2 separate regions of the Mus musculus genome follow, and region 2 is linked to region 1. Evidence: chromatin contacts called from public HiChIP or PLAC-seq data. All regions are on one chromosome and are shown on one strand. The core of a region is the stretch at or near the end of the contact, and the rest is flanking DNA. Distances in the headings are between cores, read along the strand shown. Region 1 holds the start of Tmem115 (transmembrane protein 115). Region 2 overlaps Mapkapk3 (mitogen-activated protein kinase-activated protein kinase 3).

Evidence for each region. HiChIP or PLAC-seq counts read pairs in DNA pulled down with a chosen protein or histone mark.
Region 2: a contact with region 1 is called in an H3K4me3 HiChIP or PLAC-seq map of bone marrow-derived macrophages, with 4 times the contacts expected there. The contact joins the enhancer-like site here to the promoter of Tmem115 in region 1. A contact is called at or near these places in 5 of 39 promoter capture datasets (hematopoietic stem and progenitor cells, hippocampal neurons, liver and 1 more), 1 of 484 Hi-C or Micro-C datasets (the G1E-ER4 cell line), 4 of 115 datasets of contacts at active chromatin or transcription factors (the 230-238 cell line, bone marrow-derived macrophages and large pre-B cells) and 2 of 9 other capture datasets (adipose tissue and pancreatic islet).

Annotation. Positions count from the first base shown.
Region 1 is chr9:107,531,731-107,537,336 of GRCm38.p6, forward strand. It overlaps Tmem115 (transmembrane protein 115), which reads left to right and starts at 2,215. Exons shown (of 2, transcript NM_019704.2): 1 at 2,215-3,599. The coding sequence starts at 2,749.
Region 2 is chr9:107,257,089-107,262,694 of GRCm38.p6, forward strand. It overlaps Mapkapk3 (mitogen-activated protein kinase-activated protein kinase 3), which reads right to left. Exons shown (of 11, transcript NM_178907.3): 4 at 5,335-5,399; 5 at 4,790-4,869; 6 at 2,957-3,080; 7 at 1,726-1,801; 8 at 1,242-1,366; 9 at 327-412; 10 at 1-54. Among named protein-coding and RNA genes, the nearest start is that of Dock3, 28 kb to the left of the region's middle. Within about 2 kb of position 2,698, at least 41 of the 459 cell types and tissues checked have an H3K27ac peak or open chromatin away from gene starts, as enhancers often do. A contact at or near this core is called in bone marrow-derived macrophages and hippocampal neurons, where this site is marked.

The sequences.
Region 1 (5,606 bases), core at 965-3,464:
ATAGGCAAATACCACCACCCAGACTCTAAGACATTTTTAAATGATTGATTGATTGATTGATTGATTTTATGAGCATTGGTGTTTTGCCTGCATGTATTTCTGTGTGAGGATGTCAGATGCCCTGGAACTGGAGTTACAAACAGTTGTGAGCCACCATGTGGGTGCTGGGAACTGGGCCAGGGTCCTTTGGAAGAGCATCCAATGCTCTTAACCTCTGAACCATCTTTCCAGCCCCAGATTCTGATAATTTTTTAATAAGGTTTTTGGTACTTGGTTACTATCGTCCCTGTGGCCCATGGTTATTACTGACAGTGTCATTATAATTTGTGCTATTACTGTACTCTGAATAAATTTATTCTTGCTTCTATAGGAACAAATGAGTTGTTTTAGTTTTGTTTTGTTTTGTTTTGTTTTGTTTTGTTTTGGGGTGTGTGTGTGTGTGTGTGTGTGTAATATGGCATGGGATGTCCCTCTCCTGAAAATTGTTTATTCAAAAATCAAATCTGATTAAGTATTTGACTCTATTTTGTTTTGGGTTTTGGTTTTTAGTTTGGGTTTTGTTTTAGGGAGTTTTTTGTATAGCCTTTGCTGTCCTAGAGCTAACTCTGTAGACCAGGCTGGCCTCCAATTCACAGAGATCAACCTTAAAGGCTTGAACCACCACTGCCCAGTAACTCTGTATTTTGATTTGCTAAGTCAAACTTAGCAAACACTGGTATATGGCATACAGTAGGAACCCTAACCCCAGACAAAAATAAAAGGTGAAAGGTAGTTTTGAACACACAGGCAGTTGTACTGAGATCAATAGCTAAAAGGGGATTTTATAATAAAGTCCCTTGTAATATAATTAATCACATTTAAAAATATGCATATATATGTGTGTATATATATATGTGTGTGTATATATATATATATATATATATAACAAAAATCTCAGGGTTGGGGAGATGACTCCATAGTTAATAATGCCTGATGCTCTTACAGAGAACCTGTACCCCAGCACCCACATCTGGTGGCTCAGAAATCCAGCTTCCGACATGCTGTGGCCTCTGTGGTGGCTTGCACACTTAACGGCATATACACACAAAGACACACATACATGTAAATAAAATAACTTTTTTGGGGGTGGGGGAGGGTCGAGACAGGGTTTCTCTGTATAGCCCTGGCTGTCCTAAAACTCACTTTGTAGACCAGGCTGGCCTCGAACTCAGAAATCCACCTGCCTCTTCCTCCCGAGTGCTGGGATTAAAGGTGTGTGCCACCACGCCCGGCTATAAAATAACTTTTAAATACATCTCAAACACCCTGTTGACAGCCACTATAGCATAAAGTTGAGCCTAGACCAACTTGGCACTTATAGAGAGACTTAAATATATTTTTTCTTTAATGTTCATTGGTGTTTTGCCTGCATGTGTGTCTGTGTAAGGGTGTCAGAAACCCTGGAACTGGAGTTACAGTTATGAGCTGCCATGTGGTTGCTGGGAATTGAACCCAGGTCCTCTAGAAGAGCAGTCAGTGCTCTTAACCGCTAATCCATCGCTCCAGCTCAAGGGAGATTTCTCTGTCCAGTGGAATCAAGTGGGAAAAGAGTCGCTGAAGTAGCACAGCCTTGACCCTTATTCCCCCTTAGGTGGAAAGTTCATGTACAATTACAAGTACAATTCGCTGGAACAAGGACAATGTGAACGAACACCCAATACAACAATGGCAAGTCGTTTACACAGTTGCCTTCTTTGATCGTTAAGATAGGAAGAGCCTGCCATCATCATCATTTTTAAGGCTCCTGAAATTGCAGCGGGGAACTTGGTCAATAACACAGTGACTACAAATGACTGAACAAGCCCATCTTAGGCTTCACTTGCCAGACGACAGTTTCTGGTTAGTTCACACACGTTGGTACAACTCATCAGAACCGTTCACATTCTTATGTACCTGCTTACAAAGACACTGCTGTACCTGTACAAATCCTAAATAGAGCCAATCTCCTCCAAAGAATTGAGCAAGTGTGTGTGGCCCAAGGCGGTGCTACCTCTTGAACCCGCCCACTTAACACCTCCCTTTACTGCATCAGGAATACTGATCTCAACTTCCATAACTCCTAAGAACTGGAGGAGTAAGCACTGAAAACTACAACTCCCAAGCTCCCTAGCCCGTACACTCTACGGGACCGGTCGGCGCACAGCTTCTGGGACTTGTGGTTCTATGAAGAAACCGGTCGGCTAGGTCCCAAGGACTCCGTATCCCAGCATGCCGAGAAGCCGGAAGGCAAGCGCTCAGAGGGCGTACTGCCGCGGCCGCCGGCGGGGGCGCGCAGGCGCGGCGCCCCTGTTTGTCGGCCCCGGAGAGGGGAGGAGGTACCGTCAAGCCAAAACCCTAGCCCAGCCGGAGCTAAACGGGCTTGACTTGGGCCGGAACGAGGCACCAGTTCCCCGCAGATCGCAGAGTCTCAGAGTGGATGGAGGAAGCCTAGCCTTGAGATTAACGCTAGCCTGGCCGCTGGGCCGACGGAACCCGCAGGCAGGCGAGCCCAAGCTACCCAGGGCCTAACGACAGGTCCCCGGCAAGAAGACTTTCTCCTCGCTTTGGAACTACAACCGGATCAAACCGGAACCAGAGCCTTCCCACGGAACAGAAGCCAGTGAAGTAGCCGGGCCCGGGCCTCCCGTCGGGGCCGAACTGGGACGAGGCCCCGGGGAGGCCCCTAGGCCACCTTCCACACATTCCCTTAAGCCAACGTCCGCCAGGAAGATGCAACGCGCCCTACCTGGTGCCCGCCAACATCTGGGGGCCATCCTGGCCAGCGCCAGCGTGGTGGTGAAGGCACTGTGCGCCGTGGTACTGTTTCTCTACCTGCTTTCCTTCGCTGTGGACACGGGCTGCCTGGCCGTCACCCCAGGCTACCTTTTCCCACCCAACTTCTGGATCTGGACCCTGGCCACCCACGGGCTCATGGAACAGCACGTGTGGGACGTGGCCATTAGCCTGGCCACAGTGGTTGTGGCCGGGCGATTACTGGAGCCCCTCTGGGGAGCCTTGGAGCTGCTCATCTTCTTCTCGGTGGTGAATGTGTCAGTGGGGCTTCTGGGGGCCCTCGCCTACCTCCTCACCTACATGGCTTCCTTCAACTTGGTTTACCTGTTCACTATTCGTATCCACGGCGCCCTGGGTTTCCTAGGTGGTGTTCTGGTAGCCCTCAAGCAAACTATGGGAGACTGTGTGGTTCTGCGAGTGCCCCAGGTCCGCGTCAGCGTCGTTCCCATGCTGTTGCTGGCGTTGCTGCTACTCCTCCGGTTGGCCACGCTGCTCCAGAGCCCAGCCCTGGCTTCCTACGGCTTTGGGCTGCTATCCAGTTGGGTGTATCTTCGCTTCTATCAGCGCCATAGCCGGGGCCGAGGGGACATGGCTGACCATTTTGCTTTTGCCACCTTCTTCCCGGAGATCCTGCAACCGGTGGTGGGGCTGCTAGCGAACTTGGTGCACGGCCTCCTGGTGAAAGTAAAGATATGCCAGAAGACAGTGAAGCGCTACGATGTGGGAGCGCCGTCGTCCATCACTATCAGCCTCCCAGGCACAGACCCTCAAGATGCGGAGCGCAGAAGGTACTGGGAACTTCTCTAAAATCTTGGTAGCTAGACTGTTGGTGTGGCCACATAACCAGCCATTGAGATGTTTGCTCTATATAGGCTGGAGAGCTACAGGCAGGTGTTGGGAGCGGCTTCAGAAAAGGGATTCAGGTCTTGGCCTCGAGGGAACTGAATGTGTAGGTTTCTGGACTCTGTGTACCTCACAACTCGGACCACTAAACCTGGCTACAGAATGCCCAGTTACCTTTGGTCTTGCCTCAGAATTTCCAAATTCTAAGCACTGGTCCAGTGATAGACAGAAACTGTGGCTCTTTTCTCCTGTGATGGGAAATGGGGAAGGAGGTCTTTGTCCTTAAGTCTTTCCCTTCTTAATGTAGGATGATTGGGGTATTACTAAATTTACCCCAATCACCAACGGAGACAGGTTGTGTGCCTCACTGCGAGAGCCTCCTGACCACACCAGGCAGGTCAGAGACCTCTGCATCACCTGCTCAAGTGCAGCATCAGTAATCTCACTGCATTATTCACTGAACACGTTAGCCAAGGCAGGAGAATGCTCTTTGAATTCAGGTCTTACTTTCTGAGACCTATGGACTCTCTACAGTGTTCCCAGCTCCCAGGAGACCCAGTGTCCAGTGTTCTTCCTGAGACTGTTGAGGAAGTTTCTCGCCAACCTTATTCCTTAGCATTTATCACGGGCTCCTGCTTTTGCTCCCCTGTGAAAGGGGTTCCTGACCTCAGGGGAAGAATTCTCTCAGCTCATTCCCCACTGAGGCTCTATAGCTGAGTGTAGCCTCCTTCCTTGAAGGAGTTAGCAGCTGGCAGGTGTGGGAACACAGCCAGGCCATGCTGCAGGCCTAAGTTTGGGCACTACAGCTTGAGTTTTTGGGGAGTGTCCTAAAGACCACTCCATCTTGACCTTACTTAGTAGAGGAAATGGGCTGGGGGCTGAGTTTTTAAGGACAAAGCTGTCCTTAGAGCTGTTCAGATGGGACTGGGCCAGAGCTTGCCCTTGCCCCAGTGAGAAGTCTTGAATTGTGACAGTTGACTGGTCATTCAGAAAGCCTCTCTCCAGGATCAAGAAAGTGGATAGAAAGCCGGGCATGGTGGTGCATGCCTTTAATCCCAGCACTCAGCAGAGGCAGGTGGATTTCTGAGTTCAAGGCCAGCCTGGTCTACAGAGTGAGCTCCAGGACAGCCAGGGCTATACAGAGAAACCCTGTCTCGAGAAAAAAAAAAAGTGGATAGAAAAGGAAGAGTGGGGACTGGCCCAGTCACATGGGGTGGGTGACAACTCCCAGACAACTGTCATGCAACTGCATGCCACTCTCGGACCCAAAGGGCTACAAGGAGGAAAGAGGATTCCACAAAGTGACTGCTGGCAAGGACATCTCCAAGAGTAGTCTGTGGAGTGACAGGGAAGACCTGCTACTGGGCTAGGCTGGAGCACATTAGTGTTTTCAGTGCCTGTATCCCTGCTGCTTTTCCTGTCTATTTTCTTGGCGTGGTAGAAATTTTAGATCTTAGAACGCCATAGGGTGGCGTGTCTGCCTGTAGCAGCAAAGAGGTAAGCCATCGGGATCCACGGACACTTCACCTTCTGTGGGCAAGAGTGCTGAACACTTGGAAACTTGTCCTTCACTGAGGCTGGGTAGCTTGGTGTGTAGGGTGTGTCTTCCTTAAAAGAGTTTACAGCTGGTGTCCAAGGGGTGGGAAAGCACTCAAGGCATGCTGCAGGCCCTACAGCTTGAGACTTCTCGGGTGTCCTAAAGAAAATTTCCAAGGGTATTTTCCCACCTTTTCTCAAAATAATGCCTGCAGAAGTCTACCCTGTGGAAACAACAGACCCTGCTCTCTGGCCTTCCCACATGGCTGTTTCTGCTACAAAGGCTCTGCTAAGGTCTGGGTGGCTTTGAGAAAAGCTTCTAGAAAAATTGTCATAGGAAGGGCCATGCAAGTTGAGGCTGCTTCATTAAGAGCCCTTCGCTGAGGGAGCCTGGTGATACAGGCTCTAATCCTGTT
Region 2 (5,606 bases), core at 1,448-3,947, 270 kb before region 1:
TTCCTGGAGCACTCGGGCTGTGTAGAGTGGGGTCTGTGGGACCACCATGGATTGCTAGAAGGAATCACAAGCCCACGGATTACTGCCTAGAACTCTGTGGAACAGCATATGTTACCTCCACCACATACCCTGCTCCCATTCTCAGGTGGGGAAATGGTGGCTCAGAGAGGTGAAGGAGCCAGATTGAGACAGAGGCAAAGCCAGGACACAGGTCGGGGTGTTACCATACATCACTGTACAAGGTCCCAGCCCAGCCCTGCACCCAGGCCTCCAGGACTATCCCCTTCCATCCTGCCAGCCCTACTCCAGGCCAAGACCACGCTCACATTGATCCAAGGATGGTTCATAAACTGCATGATCGTTAGCCTCTCTGTGGGATCTGTCTTCAGGAGCAGGCGGATTAGCTGCTTGGCTTGGGGACCCAGAAAAGAGGAATCAGTGAGTTACAGTCCCTCAACTCCCCCACATGAGTCACAAGCTCTGTCAGACAGGACTATACGTGCACCTACATTCTTCATGATTAGAAATGGTGAGTTAACAAGTGTTTCTCGTTGAAGGTCACTAAGTACTCAGGATAATTCATTAAGCAACAATAGATAATACAAGGCCGAATTGTTTGAGCTACCTGGGAGGGAAAATATGAACAAAACAAGGAAGGGGTCCTGGGAAGGTGATATTTATGGGGTTTTATGTTTTTGTTTGTTTGTTTTTCAAGACGGGGTTTCTTTGTGTATCCTTGGCTGTCCTAGAACTAGCTCTGTGGAGCAGGAAGGCCTTGAACTCACAGAGATCCTCCAGCCTCTTTGCCTCCTGGCTGGGGAGACAAATGTTGAACCCACTTGACAAATATAAAAACTGAGACTTTGAAAAGTTCAGATGACTTGTCTAGGTTTGAATAGTGAGGATTTGAACACAAGTCAGTTTGACTGCCAAAGGTGTTAGCATTTCCTCTAGGCTCCACCCAACATTTACCCAGCAATAGCTACCTGCCAGGTATGAACCTTGCTCTGTTTGGCTTCTTTCTCTCCATCCTCTCTCTCTCTCTCTCTCTCTCTCTCTCTCTCTCTCTCTCTCTCTCTCCCCCTCCACCCCTGCCCCTTCCCCACATAGTTTGATTGTTCAGGGAGACACCTTGGCAGGGTCCACCACCCACTTCCACCGCCATTTTATAAAACAACAAAAAATTATATCTCCCAGAATGAAGGTTGAAGGGGCCAGGTTGAGTAGAGAAGCTTACTAACCATCCTCAGAGACATCTAACCATTCAGGGTTAGGGAAGCTATACTGGCCCAAGCGAATCCTTCTTTTCATTCCTGGAGAGATGGCCTGGCCGGTGTTGGAGTAGAAGGGTGGGAATCCACACAAACTGGCAAAGAGAAGAGGTCGTTTGGCACAAGGGTTGGGCACACAAGGGTCAAACAGAGCCATTCTCTCCTTTTCACTAGGGAGACAGGCTTCCAGACACCACAGCAATAATACCAGCCCTGTGGACTCTTGAACACATCCCAGGAATGCCATCAGCCTTGACATGAGGAAGCCCGCAGGCAGTTTCAAGGCCTGTATCTAACAACACAGGAAACAAAAGACAACCTGGCCAAGGGATGACTCGTAAAAAAGTCCCTCCCTAGGGACACAGGGAGTGAGAAGCTGAAATAGCTCATGGAAAGGTAGAAGCAGAAGGTTGAGGCAGGGTTGCGGGGGTGGGGGGTGGGGAGTGGTACTCACAGGATGTACATGATGACGCCCAGGGACCACATATCACAGGACTTGTCATACTTCTCTGGACCCAGGACCTCAGGAGCTACCAAAGCCGAGGGCATAGGAAATCTCTTAGCCCCAAGGGTCTTGGGGACTAGGAAGAAATCTTAAGCCTGGGTAAGGTGAGGAACAGGTACCCAGGCTGGGAGATAGGGCAGAGCAGACTAGTGTCTGGCACCTTCTGGGAAGGCAGCATGTGTGTGAAGTTGGGGGAGGAGAGACAGCTACCAGAAAAAAAAAAAAAAGAAAGAAAGAAAGAAAAAAAAAAGCTGCTTTCAGACAAACCCCTAGCTACTTCCAGCCCCTCTGCCAGTCTCAACTTGGTAAGAGAGAGGAAGGGAGAAGGCCAGCCCCAAGTTTGGAGAGGCCTCGCCATTGAAGAGGATCCCAGTCTGCCAGCCGTGTTCTGTGTTGTGTCTCTCAGCATTGTGTCTCCCTGAACGCACAGCCTGGATCACAGGGTTCTGTGTTCCAGTCAGCTTGGATACCCATCCATTGGCCTTAGTCTTCCAGTCAGTGCATTGAGCTCAGCGGGCTGGACTTATCATGAAAGTATTGCAGAATACTCTAGATAAACAGGGGCCTTTCTGAAGCTTTGTACCCTTAATTGCTCTCCCAAAGGGACAAACGTCAGTCATTGCCCAACTCTCAAGGCAGGGGCACTTGTTACAGGGGCCTTAGGATGTACTGGAGCCTGCCAGGAGCTTTCCCAGGAATCATTAAGTATGTGGATGCCCCCTAGCCCCATCTAATTCCTGGCTCAAGGGACCCTTTCCCACAAGGCAGTTACTAGTACCCTGCATCCCTCTAATGTAGGAGAAAAGGCCTGCCCACTTTCTGAATATGAAGATGAAAACCGGAGAAAAACAACTGCGGCTGGGCTCCGTCCCGAGCTGATGGCAGCCTTTTATCACATATATATTTAGAGCTGCTGTGACGTCATTCAGCTCACAGGCCACAGCCAGAATTTTCCTGGATCTATTTTCAAAAGCAGAAGCTGAAGTTTGGAAGAATATTTTTGCAGCCTCCAGCCCCCCCCCCATCACCCGCCTCCATGCAGACAAGAGTGCTCCCTCCTCCCTCTGCTCCCTCCTCCCTCTTCACCAGGCTTTAACTCTTTGGTTTCCACAACCCTCTGGCTAACCATCCTATAGCATTCTACAGCAATGGGGATGCAAGCCACATGCAAAAGACTCACCCACATAATAGGGAGTGTAGCAGGGTGTCTGGAGGGCATTTTGGGTGGTTTCCTTGGCAAAGCCAAAATCGGTGAGTTTAAGTACAGCATCCTTCTCCTTGGATGTATAGAGTAGGTTTTCAGGCTGTATCCAGAAGAGAAAGAAAGCATTAGTATAGAGGAAGGTACCAGGAGTGGACAGAGTCCCCTCCTCCAGATTCCATGCCTCCATCCCTATATATGATAAGCCAGCTCTGTTTTATGGAAAGCTCTGGATCACTAACAACGTGGAACAGATACCTTCACAGAGAGAAAAGTGAGGCAGGTGCTCAGACAAGACCATGAATGATCAGGTGCCATAGAAAGCCCCTGGGCAGAAACTTCTGTCCCTGAGTTGGGGTGAATACCATGAAAGGCCAGAAAGATGCTGGAGTAGAAAGCAGATGCTCATGAGCCAATATCACCAAGCCCAGAAGCAAGCCCACAAAGTCAGCAGGCCAGGCCCACTTGAGGCTGTTCAGGGAAGCATGTGCCCCCAACTCAGACCCCAGGAGCTACACAGAAGAAATCTTCCTCGCTGCAAAGCACAGATGGGGTTGGCAGATGGGGACAGCCAGCAGGGTTCCAGGGAGGAGGCAGCCCTAAAAACTGGCTTTCAGTGAACAGGTAGGATCTAGGTCCATGCCAAAGAGCAGGAGGGATGATGCCCAAGCAAAACTTAGGTGGAAGAAAAGTGCTCCAGTTTGGATGCAGTGGGAGTTGTTTTGTAGGTTCTGTTTGAGACGATCTGACCTTGGATGGGAATAAACAGAGAATCTATTTAGCATACTCTGCTCAAAGACAGCTTCTCTTCCCATAGGAAGAAGAGAACTCAGGGGCTAAAATAAAGTACTATTTAGAGGGTGGGTCTGCCTTGGCTGCGTGTGTACCTTGAATCAAAGGGTAACTGCACGGGCTGGCAGCCCTCAGCCAGAGGAGCATGTCAGCTCGTCTCTCTGCTCTCCTCTGTCTGGGCGTAAGAGGAAGTAAGCCTCGTGCATAAAGGCGAGGAGGAACAAACAGATTCTGTGCTAATAGTGGCGCACACACAAATGCTTATGTGTGTGCATGCATATGGTTATATGAACGTAGGGCTGCCTAGGAAACCCCAGCTTTCCCAGGAAAGAAATTTTGGAGCAGAATGCTTCCTATCTTTCAAATTCATCCACCAGGAAGGCAAGCAGGCTCAGCCCTAGGTCCGCCTAGGTTCATCCCTTCCTCCAATAGCCAGCAAATGGTTTTGTTCTATTTAAATGCTGTTGTCTGGTGGTCAAATTTGTTTAAATTATATCTCTAACTGCACAGACGACCTGATGGTATAAGGCAGCCCCTCTCTAAGGTCTGGCACGGAGATAGATAGTTATAAAACTTCTTACTGAGCAAGTGAACAAATGAAGGGAACCCAAAGCAGCAACTTCACAGCCTAAGGCAAGATAGTTAGTTTCTCCAAGAGCCTCAGTTCACTTGTCTATGAAATGGGTATATGGCCCCTATCCCACAGTGCCAGGTGAGGATTAAAGAGATGCTTGTCGGGGGCCCACTGGCTGGAAGTAGGCAGTTACTCTCATTACTATTGGGATTGCCCAGTGTTTGAAGAAAACAAGGACGTCCATCTGGCGAGAGCAGAATGAGTGTGTTGTGCTATGGGAGGAGAGAAGAGCAGTCTTAGCTGAGAAGCTGAGGCAAGGAAGTTAGTTTCAATTCAGGGATTTCGGGGGAGGGGGGGTGTGAGGGGAGGGCAGCAGGGGCTGTGGCTGAGTAACTCCTTCCTACTCCTTCCTTGCCCCCCTCCCAGGCTGAGTTTGGTCAGCTCACCTTGACATCTCGGTGGGCAATGTTCCGGCTGTGCAAGAACTGGATGGCAGTGCCAATGTCCCGCATTATCTCTGCAGCCTCTGCAGGTACAGATAGAGGAGACAGAGGAGTGTCAGTTACAAGTCAGGTGACCTGAGGGGACCCAGCCTATAATCTCTCTTGAGCATGGTCTCTGCGGGCCAGCACTAGATGGCAGTCCTACAACCCAGGTCTTCCATCCTAGATCCCCATCCAGACATTCCAGTTTCTTCCGAGGATGTCCTGAGGGCTCTTTCCTCGGGCCTTACACTGCCTCATATCAGTTCCACAGTGGGTCAGCGCCAAGAGCTTGAGTTCCCAGTCTCAAGACCACAGATTGTTCATCTTCAATGTCACAGATTCAAAAACCAAACCCCCGTGAGGTGATGAGACATTCCGTCTCCCTCTTTTGAGTTCTTAAGTGAATCTTGAGGTGTAGCGAGGGGCAGACCTTGGCTAGTATGTCACAGCAACTCCAGAGTAGCCTTTCCGCCCTAATTCCCTACTGTTCCAGGGTCCACACTAACCTCTCTCAGTGAAAGCCTGGTCACCACGCTCCTGAATCCTGCTGAACAGCTCACCACCCTCCATGCTGCAAGACAAGCAGAAAGGGGGGCGGGGCTGAGTATCCACAACTCACTCACTCTGCCCTGGATCAGAGGCCTGGGTCCCTGTACCGTGGAGAACATGGCAGATGGCTGTCAGCTTGAGTGGGTTGATCTGAACTTTCAGAAGTAAGAAAAGGTGGGGAGCCTGGATCCTTGCCCAGAAACTCCTATGCTCCCCCGTGGTGCCGGCT